2 separate regions of the Mus musculus genome follow, and region 2 is linked to region 1. Evidence: chromatin contacts called from public promoter capture Hi-C data. All regions are on one chromosome and are shown on one strand. Each heading gives the region's core, a stretch centred on a gene start, on an enhancer-like site or on the middle of the called end of the contact. The rest is flanking DNA. Distances are from core to core; before and after follow the strand shown. Region 1 holds the start of Rab10os (RAB10, member RAS oncogene family, opposite strand). Region 2 overlaps Rab10 (RAB10, member RAS oncogene family).

The links. Promoter capture Hi-C pulls out the DNA fragments that hold promoters and counts their contacts.
Region 2: a contact with region 1 is called in a promoter capture Hi-C map of epiblast stem cells, with 2.2 times the contacts expected there. The contact joins the enhancer-like site here to the promoter of Rab10os in region 1. A contact is called at or near these places in 9 of 39 promoter capture datasets (the HPC-7 cell line, HPC-7-derived erythroid cells, cranial neural crest and 6 more), 1 of 15 datasets of contacts at CTCF or cohesin (the NIH/3T3 cell line), 7 of 484 Hi-C or Micro-C datasets (the AML12 cell line, the HPC-5 cell line, the MNK3 cell line and 4 more), 6 of 115 datasets of contacts at active chromatin or transcription factors (CD8 T cells, effector CD8 T cells, embryonic forebrain and 2 more) and 1 of 9 other capture datasets (liver).

The regions. Positions count from the first base shown.
Region 1 is chr12:3,231,181-3,238,469 of GRCm38.p6, forward strand. Rab10os (RAB10, member RAS oncogene family, opposite strand) reads left to right here and starts at 4,611. Exons shown (of 7, transcript NR_015551.1): 1 at 4,611-4,749; 2 at 6,105-6,232; 3 at 6,411-6,480; 4 at 6,849-6,932.
Region 2 is chr12:3,277,949-3,284,424 of GRCm38.p6, forward strand. The region is part of intron 1 of Rab10 (RAB10, member RAS oncogene family); the gene reads right to left. Among named protein-coding and RNA genes, the nearest start is that of Rab10, 29 kb to the right of the region's middle. Within about 2 kb of position 1,308, at least 12 of the 459 cell types and tissues checked have an H3K27ac peak or open chromatin away from gene starts, as enhancers often do. A contact at or near this core is called in epiblast stem cells, where this site is marked.

The DNA of each region.
Region 1 (7,289 bases), core at 3,361-5,860:
TGGAGTCCATCTTTTTTAATTCTTTATATATATTGGATATTAGTCCCCTATCTAATTTAGGATTGGTAAAGATCCTTTCCCAATCTGTTTGTGACCTTTTTGTCTTATTGACAGTATCTTTTGCCTTACAGAAGCTTTGCAATTTTATCAGGTCCCATTTGTCAATTCTCAATCTTACAGCACAAGCCATTGCTGTTCTATTCAGAAAATTTTCCCCTGTGCCCATATCTTCGAGGATTTTTCCCACTTTCTCCTCTATAAGTTTCAGTGTCTCTGGTTTTATGTGGAGTTCCTTGATCCACATAGACTTGACCTTAGTACAAAGAGATAAGAATGGATCAATTTGCATTCTTCTACATGATAACTGCCAGTTATGCCAGCACCATTTGTTGAAAATGCTGTCTTTTTTCCACTGGATGGTTTTAGCTCCCTTGTCAAAGATCAAGTGACCATAGGTGTGTGGGTTCATTTCTGGGTCTTCAGTTCTATTCTATTGGTCTACTTGTCTGTCGCTATACCAGTACCATGCAGTTTTTATCACAATTGCTCTGTAGTACAGCTTTAGGTCAGGCATGGTGATTCCACCAGAGATTCTTTTATCATTGAAAAGAGTTTTTGCTATCCTAGGTTTTGTTATTCCAGATGAATTTGCAAATTGCCCTTTCTAATTCGTTGAAGAATTGAGTTGAAAATTTGATGGGGATTGCATTGAATCTGTAGATTGCTTTCGGCAAGATAGCCATTTTCACTATATTGGTCCTGCCAATCCATGAGCATGGGAAATCTTTCCATCTTCTGAGATCTTCTTTGATTTCTTTCTTCACAGACTTGAAGTTCTTATCACACTGATCTTTCACTTCCTTAGTTAGAGTCACACCAAGGTATTTTATATTATTTGTGACTACTGTAAAAGATGTTGTTTCCCTAATTTCCTTCTCAGCCTGTTTATCCTTTGTGTAGAGAAAGGCCATTGATTTGAGTTAATTTTATATCAGCTACTGCACTGAAGCTGTTTATCAGGTTTAGGAGTTCTCTGGTGGAATTTTTAGGGTCACTTATATATACTATCATATCATCTGCAAATAGTGATATTTTGACTTTTTCCTTTCCAATTTGTATCCCCTTGACCACCTCCTGTTGAATTGCTCTGGCTAGGACTTCAAGTAATATATTGAATAGGTAGGGAGAAAGTGGGCAGCCTTGTCTAGTCCCTGATTTTAGTGGGATTGCTTCCAGCTTCTCTCCATTTACTTTGGTGTTGGCTACTGGTTTGCTGTAGATTGCTTTTATGTTTAGATATGGATGGGTCCTGAACACAGAGCAGAAGGTTCCCCACCTACAAAGGACATGTGAAAATATTTTATGATAATTACATACAGTGTAGCCCATTAAAGAAATAACATTCAATAAGATCCTTCTTGTCCCATTTAGAAATTCATAACACTTGAGTGAAAATGTCTTTTCTTCATATGAACACAGTTATAGTGTATTCTAATGTGTCTAATTACTAATACACCTGGACACGAAAAAAATACACTATTGTTGTTAGTAGCACAGAGTAGAACTCTCAGGCATTCAAGATTAACTCTCTTTTCTGTTGCTTCTGTGTTAAAAAAAATCTTCTTCTTGCTATAAAACCTTGTAGAGTTTACTTTATAATGTGCATATGAAAATACATCAAGATAATGAAATGCAGTCTACCCAACTAAAGGAAATACCATTTACTAAGATCCTTCTTTTCACATTTAGAAATTTGCGTCAATTGAGCAAAAATGTCTTCATATAAATACAGCTATAATATACTCTAATGTGTCTGCTTACTAATACACCTGAACTCTAAAAAAATACACTGTTGTTATAACTAGCAAAGAGTAGAACTCTCAGGCATTCAAGGTTAACTCTCTTTTCTGTAGAATCTGTATTAAAAAAAAAAAAAAACTCTTCTTCTTTCTATAAAGCCTTGTACAGTTTTCTTTATAATGTGCTTATGAAAATACGTCAAGATAATGAAATACAGTGCAGCCAACTAAAGGAAATAACATTCAATAAGATCTGTCTTAGGGTTTCTATTCCTGCACAAACATCATGACCAAGAAGCAAATTGGGGAGGAAAGGGTTTATTCCGCTTACACTTCCATACTGCTGTTCATCACCAAAGGACGTCAGGACTGGAACTCAGGCAGTCAGGAAGCAGAAGCTGATGCAGAGGCCATGGAGGGATGTTCTTTACTGGCTTGCTTCCCCTGGCTTGCTTAGCCTGATCTCTTATAGAACCAAGACTACCAGCCCAGAGATGGCCCCACCCACAAGGGGCCTTTCCCCCTTGATCACTAATTGAAAAAATGCCTTACAGTTGGATCTCATGGAGGCATTTCCTCAACTGAAGCTCCTTTCTCTGTGATCACTCCAGCTGTGTCAAGTTGACACAAAACTAGCCAGTACAAGGTCCTTCTTATCATAAATATTCACATCAATTGAGCAAAAATGTCTTGTTTTCTATGAATAAGCACAATTTTAATGTATTCTAATTTGTCTAATTACTAATACACCTGTACACTAAAAAAATACACTATTATTGTTACTAGCACAGAGTAGAACTCTCAGGCAGTCAAGATTAACTCTTTTCTGTGTTAAATCACTTTTCTTCCTGCTATAACACCTTGTACAGGTTTCTTCATAATGTGCTTATGAAAATACATCAAGATAATGAAATGCAGTGTATACAACTAAAGAACATACAATAAGATCCTTATTGCATTTAGAAATTCACATCAATTAAGTGAAAATGTCTTGTTTTCTTTGAATAAAAAGAGTTATAATGAATTCTAATGTGTCTAATTACTAGTACACCTGGTCACTACATCACAGATGGGATGGTCACTGCATCTCAGGTGGAATGGTCACTGCATCAAAGTTGGAATTGTCACTGCATCACAGGTGGGATAGTCACTGCATCACAGGTGGGATGGTAACTATATCTCAGGTGGCATGGTCATTGCATCCCAAGTGGGATGGTCAAAACATCTCAAGTGGGATGGTCACTGATTCTCTGGTAAGACTCACTACATCTCTCAGATGGGGTGGTCACTGCATCCCATGTGGGATGTTCACTGCATCTCAGGTAAGATGGTCACTGCATCTCAGGAGGGATGGATACTACATCTCAGGTGGGGTGGTCACTGCATCACAGGTGGGATTGTCATAGTATCTCACGTGAGATAGTCACAACATCTCAGGTGGCATGGTCACTGCATCTCAGGTGGGACAGTCACTGCATCACTAGTGGGATTGTCATCCCATCTCACTTGGGATGGTCACAACTTCACACGTGGGATAGTCACTGAATCTTAGGTGGATGGTCACTGCATTTCTGTTAAGACGACTCTCTACATCTCAGGTTGGATAGTCATTGCATCCCATGTGGGATTTTCACTGTATCTCAGGTAAGATGGTGACTTCATCTCAGGAGAGACGATCACATCTCAAGTGGTCACTTCATCTCAGGTGGGATGGTCACTACATCTCAGGTGGGATAGTCAACTGCATCACAGGTGGGATTATCATCCCATCTCACCTGGGATGGTCACTACATTTCAGATGGCATAGTCACTGCATCCTAGGTGGAATGGTTACAACATCTCAGGTGGCATGGACACTGCATCTCATGTAAGAATCACTCAGGTAGAATGTTCACTGCATCAAAGGTGAGATGGTCACTGCATCTCAGGTGGATGGTCACTGTATCTCAGGTAGGATAATCACTGTCAATACATCTCAAGTGGCATGCTCACTACATCTCATGTGGGATGGTCACTGCATCACAGTTGGGATCGTCACTGCATCTCAGGTGAGATGGTTACTGCATCTCAGGTAAGAGTCATTACATCTCCCTTGGGATGGTCACTGCATCACAGGTGAGATGGTTACTGCATCCGCTCCGGTTGGTGTCAAAGGATATGGATTTGCCTGCGGTGAAGCGGCCACGGTGAGGGGAGGCCGGGCATGCGGGCGCTTCGACCCGGTGACAGGGCAGCGTATTAATACGGTACGTTCCTGGGAGGTTAGACCCGGAGATGTACAGGTAGGAACTACACCTCCCAGCGTGCCTCCCAGTGAAACTCGGGGCTACTGTGGCGTCACTTCCTATGGCAAACAGGAAGTCATGCCTAAAGCAGGAAATAACTGCAACTCCCAGCATGCTTGAACCCTAACTTCCAGACAGGAAGTTCCTCCGTTCCAACAGGAAGTGAGTCCTTCTACCGCATTGTAAATCTCACGAGAACTCGGAGCGGCAGCGTGACATTGAAGACTTCCAGTTCCGGGTTCCGCTGATCAGAAGCGGACAAGCAAACAGCGGATGTGCAGTTCCTCTCTTCGCCGAACCCGGTTTTCCCTTTCGGAGCAGCGCGACCGATTTCCGGTTTCCCCGCCGCAACCACCGTTACCCCCCCCCCGCCCCAATCCCCGGCGACTCCAGCGACGTCACCGGTTCAGCTCCTGACCTTTCGGCGAACCGCAGAACCACAGGCGACCCGTTCGACGTCATCACTCCCCGCCCAGATGTCGCTGTGACATCACCCCGCACGTGCCTGCGCTGGCACCGCGTCGTCCTGGCGAGCGCCTCCTCGCGGCGGAAGGAGATCCTGGGGTTCGCTGTGCGAGACATGTCGGCGGGGTTTCACGTGAGTGACACTTGGTCCCCACGGGATTGACAGCGACTAGCGGAGTGGCATGTGGACGTAGCTTCAGGTGAGTGACCTGTTTTTTCCCAAGAGGCACTGACAGACAGGCCAGGGACGGAGCCTGAGCGAGGGCTGGGAGTGGCTGAGCGTGAGTGACAGGGGCCTGGGGCGGGGTCTTAACTAAGCTCCTGCAAGAGACATAGATTTGCATGGGGTCTAAGTTTCATTGCTGCTCGTTTGCATGAATTTGAGTGAATTTGAATGGCTGCTTGGTTTTGTTCTACCCAGGTTTATATAACCTCCCCTGACCTGTATAAATTAGCATATCGTGTACGTTGGGAATTTGCATACGCTCATGTGACATCAGTTTCGCATGATGAAAATTTGCATAAATTTGCATAATGACAGCTCCCCTGAGTAAATTTCCATAAACATAAACGATGTTATGGCTTTACTCTGCGTGTATTTGTCATGTAAATTTGCATGCATTTGCATAAAACTGCATGACGTTATGGCTTTTCCTGAGTTCAGATGATGTCACAGTTTCCCTCCTTGCCATTGACACGTGTCCAGATGATGTCATCACCCTGTGACACCCCCCCCCCCGCATTTGTATATATTGTATATATTCTCTTGACGTCCTGGCTGGGGGTGTGCCCAAGAGTGATTGAGTCATTGTGGGCAGGGCCTTGACGCGTGTCTGACCCCACCCATTCACCCCTTCCCCCCACCCCAGGGCCTGGCCTTCATGGTCGTCCATCCTGCCTTCCCCGAGATGCTGAGCAAGGCCACCTGGCCCTGCCTCCAGTACTTTGCCGCGAGGGGGGGGGGGCACAAAGGTCAGTGGGAAGGGGCCTCAGGGTAGCTACTTTCATCTTTTTAGGAAGATGGGCGTGGTCTGTTGGTGGCCATACCCACTGTAAGTGGCATCATGATTGCAGTTCTGAGTTTGGGAGAAGAGGGTGGGTTCTGGGGATGATGGAGCGGGGAAATGAGGTCACCACACCAACCACAAGTGATGTCACTTCCTGCTTTTTGGGAGCTTTATGGGCAAGACATCAGGATGGTGGGTGGGGCCAGGCCCACTGGAAGTGATGTCATTTTCAGGATTTCTGACTTGTGGGTGGGGCTTCTGTGAGGGGCTGCCAGGAAGTCTGGTATGATGTCACTTCCAGCTCCACCCGTCCCTCCCCCAGGAAGACCCAGAGACCTTGACCCTGTGGTGGTGTGTGGCCCTGCCCCTTCCACACCCATTGCAGGCCTCGACCCTTTTCATCTTATCCCCGCCCACTTCCCAACGCCATTGCACACTTCCAGCCAAGCCCACTGTGCCTGGCCATGCCCTCCACTTCCTGTCCCGCCCATCACCTCAGGCCCTGCCTGCTTACTTCCTGTCATGCAAATTTGTGCAAATCTATTCAGGTGACCTCACTGACCCCGCCCCTGACTCCACCCCTTGTGATGACCCCACCACTGACCCACAGGCCTTGGAGGGGCTGATCCTGGAGAAGTCAAAGGACCAGGAGGACGCCATGGGGGGTGCTGTACAGGTGAGTGGGGCCTTCTGGGGACGGAGCAGGCAGAACAGAAAGTGACATCATAGGAGAAAACAGGAAGTGAAAAGTGGGACTGGAAGTGGTGGGCATAGTCAAGAAGTGATGGGCATGGTGGTTTGGTGGGCATGGCCTGGATGAACCCTGACCCCTGTGACCCCGTCCCATCCCCCAGGCTGAGCAGGAAGCAGAGCAGCACAGCGTCATCATGAGGGTAGCCATCTTCACCTGGGGCATCCACGGAGGTGAGCAGAGTGTTGTGGGCAGGTTCACAGGGTCAATGTTGGCAGTGGGGGGGGCGGGGGGGAGCGTTACTTTGTGGGGCGGGGCCTGGGGTGACGTCATTGGGGAGGGAGCTTCCTGTCTATGCCATAACTTACTTTCTGCAGGGTCATAACCTGGAGGTGGGTCTTTTATGTTGGGGATGGGGTTAGATGACATCATCAGTGTGTGGGGGTGGAACTTCCTGTATGAGGTGGGACTTCCTGTCTGAGGCCCTGACAGGAAGTACCACCCCCACCCCAGGAAGTTTAGGCCAAATGAGTCACCCAGGCCCTGCCCCTGACCCCCAAGGCCCCACCCCATCGCCTGACCCTGCCCCCTTTCCCCGCAGGCCCTGCCCAGGAAGTGACTTTCTCTCTACTGTAGGAGGAGCTGATCCACGACTACTTGGACAACAGCACACCAGCGAAGGATGGTGAGGCCCTGCCCCCTGCCTGCACATGACACTGCCCACGCCCTGTCTGAGACTCTACCAAGTGGTTCTGGGATAATAGATTGAGGGGATGGGGGCTGCATACATTTGCATGATTTTGCATATTTTGGGCTCATTTGAATAAATTTGTATAAGTTAACACCAGTTCTCTCAGGACAAATTTGCATAGATTTGTGTGTGACGTCTTGGGCAAATTAGCATAAACCAAAATGATGTCATAGTTGTGCTCTGCATGCGTTTTTTGTGGGTTTTGCATGAATTTGCATACATCAGCTTCTTTGAAGTAGGTTTGCATGAGCTGAGGTGACTTTGGTGGCTTCCTCTGTGAATTTGCATAAA
Region 2 (6,476 bases), core at 58-2,557, 43 kb after region 1:
AAGGTGTATACCAACATGCTCAGGCAGCTGTTTGAGTAGATCCCCTTTTGGTGATTTTTTTTTCCATATCATTATTTCTTACATGACTTTCTCGTGTTATGTCAATCATTTCTGCAGGGTATAAACTGGGCTATGAATAGAAGTGGCCAGTGGCTATCTTGACTATCTACTTTCTCCTAAAAGCATATAGAATATATACATGAATAGAACTACCATAAGCCTCGTCATTAATTCTTTCATTAATCTTACTCAATATTTCTGAAAGCACATTTCTCATCTTTTGTAGGTTCTGAATTTTCCAATCATTTGTTTCTAATCCCAATACACAATTTCATTAGAAATGAGCAGTTTAAAATTTTGAGTCACCTCTGATTCATTTTCAATCTACCACTCACAATCCAAAGTCTCAAAGTTCACCGTTTCATTCAAATACTCTTTAGAAGTCTTGTCTTTACTGTCATACCATCATCTCCTGCTCAGACCGCTAATGGTTTCCAGCCTTCCTGATAGCCTCTTCTGTTTCATGCTATGCTCTCCCATCATTCTGGTCTTCCTTCTAATACTGTATACTGCTCCTTTTCATTATGTCATTCTTGCTCTTAATTCTACCAGATAAAGCTTAAATTCCACTACAATTTTTCATAGCTCTCTCTTAAAATACAGTATAATCATTCCAGTGAGGAGGCGCAACAGAAAGTTGTGCTTAACACTCAAGCCTGGAAACATGAGTTTGATTCCTTGAACCCAAGCAAATACACATGCATACTGCCATACAATTGCCCACACACACACCATCCGCACATAAAAGAGAAAGTGAGTATTTATTTATTTACTTACTTACTTACTTACTTATTTATGTGAGTACCCTATCTGCACATACACCTATATTCCCAAAGAGGGCATTTGATCACACTATATCTATGGTTATGAGCCACCATGTGGTTGCTGGGGATTGAACTGATGACCTCGGGAAAGACAGACAGTGGTCTTAACTGCTAAGCTAACTCTCCAGCCCAGATAAACTGCAACTTAAAAGTACAACATTACCTTCTCTTATCAATTTTCCCACTGTAATCTCACTTCCTTCATATTGACCCATTGCCCAAAAAGCTCTAACTCTTCCTACTAAATGGAACCTTAAGGTTACAACCATAATCTACCATTTTTAGCTTCCTTCATAATACTCTAGTGCTCTAACCTGTTCCTTCTGAACTTTCCTCCTCCCTGCTTTGCAACACAGCTCTGTTTTACTAGCTCCAGCTCCTCACTCACCACTGTTTACTCCCACCAAGGAGCAAATCACTCACCCAAATAGAAGTACCCTTAGCAACAGCACAGGAAGTCTCTGGAGGTGTGTGCTGACTTGATCAGACGAGTACAAGCCAAGATGTAAACGTAAAAGGACCAGTTCCTTTGACTGCAAGATTTGCAAATCACTAGAGCTAAAACACCTTGCGGTGAAGATTCTAAGACATGGATTGGATAAGAATCCTCAAGTGACTGGTTTACTTGAACAATCAGTCGGTCCTAAAACTGTCAGGATTATTTCCATCAGTATTTAGTCGGGAGTAGAGGCTGAAGTCTTCACTTACGACGTCTACACAGCTATTTTAATAAACTGATTTAATTAGATGGTTTTGACAAAAATAGTTCTATGTGCTGTTTAAATTATGTACAGGAAGGTAAGTGTATCTCCATATAGATATGTGCATTTGTGAGTACTAGTACAGGAGGTGTCGAGAGACATCAGATCTCTTGGAGTTAAGAGTTAATGAAAGTTGCCAGGAGGTGGTGGCACACACCTTTAATCCCAGCACTTGGGAGGCAGAGGCAGGGGGATTTCTGAGTTCAAGGCCAGCCTGGTCTACAGAGTGAGTTCCAGGACAGCCAGGGCTATACAGAGAAATGTTGTCTTGAAAAACAACAACAACAAAAAAAAAAAAAGTTAATGAAAGTTGTAAGCGGTCTGATATGGGTTTGTGGGACAAAACTTACTGAGGTATTCTGAAAGAGCAACAAGTGCCCTTAACCACTAAGTCAAGGGAATAGTGTGGTAAGATTAAATGGGCTGGCATCTTCCTCTAGCCTTTATGTGTATGCACATGGGCATGTGTGCCTGCATACAAATAAACACACACACACACACACACACACACGATGATGATGATGATGATGATGATGGTGGTGGAAAAGGAGGATGACAACCATGAGGACAAGGATGATGCACTCTACCTGTTATGCATATGAAGCTCTTAGTGTCATATTCTGATTCTCATCTATAGTACCAGCTCTGAAAGCCTGTTTCAGGATATGATCGGCTAATTTAACATCCTAGCAGGAAATGAGATGAAAGGGAAAAAAAGCAAGCCATCTGATTACTCTGCCTCTATTCAGAGGCAACAGCAGTGGGCGGTCCAGCACAAAGCATCAGTTCATAAGACAGAGCAATAAGAACAGGTTTTTTTGTCTCTGTTTCTTTTTTTTTAATATATATGTTAAGTACACTGTAGCTGTCTTCATACACAGCAGAAGAGGGCATCAGATCTCTTTACAGATGGTTGTATGCCACCATGTGGTTGCTGGGATTTGAACCCGGGACCTTCGGCAGAACAGTTGGTGCTCAACCACTGAGCCATCTCTCCAGCCCCCTCTGTCTCTGATCTCTGATTTTTGGATTTTGTGTGTGTGTGTGGGGGGGGGGGGTGATGGTGGTGGTGGTTTTTTTGGTTTTTCGAGACAGGGTTTCTCTGTATAACCCTGGCTGTCCTGGAACTCACTCTGTAGACCAGGCTGGCCTCAAACTCAGAAATCCACCCACCTCTGCCTCCCGAGTGCTGGGATTAAAGGCGTGCGCCACCACGCCTGGCCTGTCTCTGTTTTAAGATGAAGTCTTGTCCACATTAGTCTTGCCTTCACAAGCTCAAGTGATCCTCCCACTTCAACTTCAGTCTATAGGTATGTACCCCCATGCCTAGCTCAACAATAAAAAGGATACCTTTAACAGCTCAAAAGAAGTTAAGTACATGCTTAGAGCTGCAGCCCAAAGAAAGTAGTGGTTCCTTGATCTCTGGATAAAAACCCCCTTCTCCCATTTGCTCTTCCAACCCATGCCTTCCACCACCTTTGAAACAACTCAACTATTTCTCTTTTCTTTTGAGTTTTTTTGAGTCTGGCTGGTCTGGGACCTCCTGTATATGCCCAACCTGTGTCCATCTTCCTACTTCTGTGTCCAAGATGCTGGGTTGCCATGCCCCACCATCTCCTTTCCTTTTAAAACAAGCAAATATAAACTTAGTGTTTGTTTTCTGATAAACATAGATACCACATCAAATCTGTCTGTCAAGTACATCTCATGACATAAACATGTACACAGAAGTGTTTTTTAAAGGCACATTTGCCCCCAAATTACTGAGGACTCAGTTAAGCTTTTGCTCACACAGTTTATGTCAATTTGCATTCACCAAACTAGAAATTAAAACTGAGAAAATTTTAAGCACAAGACTAGCATCCTTGAAAATAACATACTGCATAAATAAATAACATTTTTATTAAAAAATAATGATAATAACATTATCCAGGGCTGGAAAGATGGCTCAGTGGTTAAGAGCACTGACTTCTCTTCCAGAGGACATAGATTCAATTCCCAACACCCACTTGGCAGCTCACAATTGTCTGGCACCCATTATCTTCTCACCTCCAAAGGTTCTGCATGAACATACTACAGACATACATACAGGCAATTTAATAAAATTAAATAACATTATCCAAAATAAAAGTAAAACTTAGTGAGAAAAGTGGCATGATGTTAAGGTTTTGTAACACTGATGTTACCTTGACAGACAGCGAGCAAGTTTTAAGTGCTTCCCCATTCAGTTTACTACAATGGATGTAGCATATAAAGAATATAAAGACATCCATCAATGGAATCCATTATATAAACAAACTCAAAGACAAAAATCACATCATCATCTCATTAGATGCTGAGAAAGCATTTGACAAAATCCAACACCCCTTCGTGATAAAAGTCATGGAAAGATCAGGAATTCAAGGCCCATATCTAAACATAAAAAAGCAATATACAGCAAACCAGTAGCTAACATCAAACTAAATGTCTCTATTTAGTTTAAACTCAAAGCAATTTTAAAAAAAAAAGAATATAAAGACAGAGAAAAAAATCAACTTGTATAAAGACATATAATATATATCTGGAAACTTTGTGTTTAGATAATTCTGTTCTTCTTAGCACTATAAAAATAAACCAGGTTGACTTCCAGTTCGAGTAATATACCCTCAGATATAGCCTTAGTCTGAGTACTGAACCACTATGCCCAGTACTAATTTCTTTTTCTGTAAAAGGTTTATTTCTTTATTATATATACATTATTATGCCTGCATATATGACTGCACACCAGAAGAGGGCATCAGACCTCATTACAGATGATTGTGAGCCACCATGTGGTTGCTGGGAATTGAACTCAGAATTTCTGGAAGAACAGCCAGTGCTCTTAACCTCTGAGCCATCACTTCAGCCCCATAATTTGTTAAAGATAGTTGTAAACTGGAATCTGAAGCCCTATTGCTGAACTTTATAATACTACACTGAAATCCATTAGTTATTTCACACTTTCAATAGGTCTTCTTGACACATGAGATTCTTAATGTCATGTACTGGCCATTTGGAATTACTGGTTTGAGTTACAAGTTCCTTAAAATGCTGACATACTTCATTATGTAATATGAAAAAAGCCACGTTTTCATCACTGTGGAACTGACCAGATATTTGCTTTTTGTTTCAAACAGTGTCTCTGAAGTTAAGCTGGCCTTGAAGGAACTTACAGTAGTCCTCCAGTCTCTACCTCACGAAGTGTTAGATTACAGGCATGAGCCCCCATGCAAGGAAGAAGAAAATTGAAGTATAGGAAAATATGCCACAGAGAATCACACAAGATTTCCAAAACTGTAAAGTATGAGTTTTATCAGCAGCAGCAAATACTGTCACTTGATTCATTTGTGAAAGTATCCACCAAGTCCTCAAGTCTGAAAAACCATTGTTTAAAAATAAAAAATAAAAGGGCTAATTGCAACTATCTCAAAGGTGCTTGTCCTTGGAAGAAGTTCTACTGTCTCACAATGAGGCAGCTGTTTCATAATGACTCCCCACGTACTCACACAAAAACAGGCACACAAAGGTCAAGGCTTACCACAACTCATTTTTTTCTGGGTTTTGTTTTGAGGGACAGCACATTTTTGCAACCTAGCATTGGCTGACCTAGTACTTGTTGCTTTGTAACACACAGGCTGATTGCTGGCTGGCCTAGAACTCCATGCCTCAGCCTCTAAGTGCTGGAATTACAGGATATGCTACCATTTTAGGGACATTCTTTGGGGTGCAGGGCAGTAAAGATAAGGACATTTAGAAGTAGTCAAACTAAACCTAAATGTTTCCAGTTCCGAAGTTTTCTATCACCACACTCAAGACCTGGCTATGATACACTTATATTATCAATGCATGTCACTAAGCTGCTTCTTTGGGCCTTCCTGTAAAAAGGCAATGGTTAACTTTTCAGAGATCAAAAGAAGAAAAGAAACAGTACTCCAAAAATTTCTAACAAACAAAATCAAATTCAAGAAGAAATAATCCTTGAGGCTCAACATAATACAAACTTGATTACATGATTATAAAAGTTTATATACCTGTGTAAAAATGAGCCAAAACCATATAAAATTAGATTTCTTCTTCAAATACCTGATTCTTGCCCCACTATTCTCTACTGCACTCTCAAACCTACATTGTGTAGCAAGCTCTCATCACAGAAAAGCAAAGGTGCATCCTTTATGTATTGTTGAAAATTCAGGAGACCATGAAGGCTAGATCCCATGATAAAGCCAAGGATGGAAAATTTCAAATCTAAAGAGTTCCAGAAAAAAAAATATATATATAGCTGTCCAGTATAGTTCAATGTAATAGGCGATGCAAAGTAAGGCTAAGACTGCCATTCAGCTTTCTCAAACCAAGATATTTACCAAAAATATCTGACCAGGCTAAGTATGGTGACTCATGCCTGTAATCTGTAATCCCAGCACTCATTCAGGAGGTTAAGACCTAAACCACATAGAACGTTTCAGGCTAACAAGACCTTGTCTCAAAAACCGAAAACAAAGTCAGGCACAGTGGTTCTCATCTGTGACCCCAGTACTTGAGAAATGGAGGAGGAGGAGCTCAAGATAACCCTCAGCTACACAGCCGAATTTGAGGCTAGCCTGGTCTATATGAGACTGTCTTGAAAACAAAAAACAGAAATCTGAGCAATTAAGGACATGTTATTGTTGCTGGAGACTGGGAAGTGAACCCAGACCCTTACAGGTGCTAGATGGGTACTCTATCTGCTATATCTCAGGCCTGTTTTATTACTTTCTTTTTGAGACAGATCTCCCTGAGTTCCTCAGACAGGCAGTGAACTGATACATAACCCAAA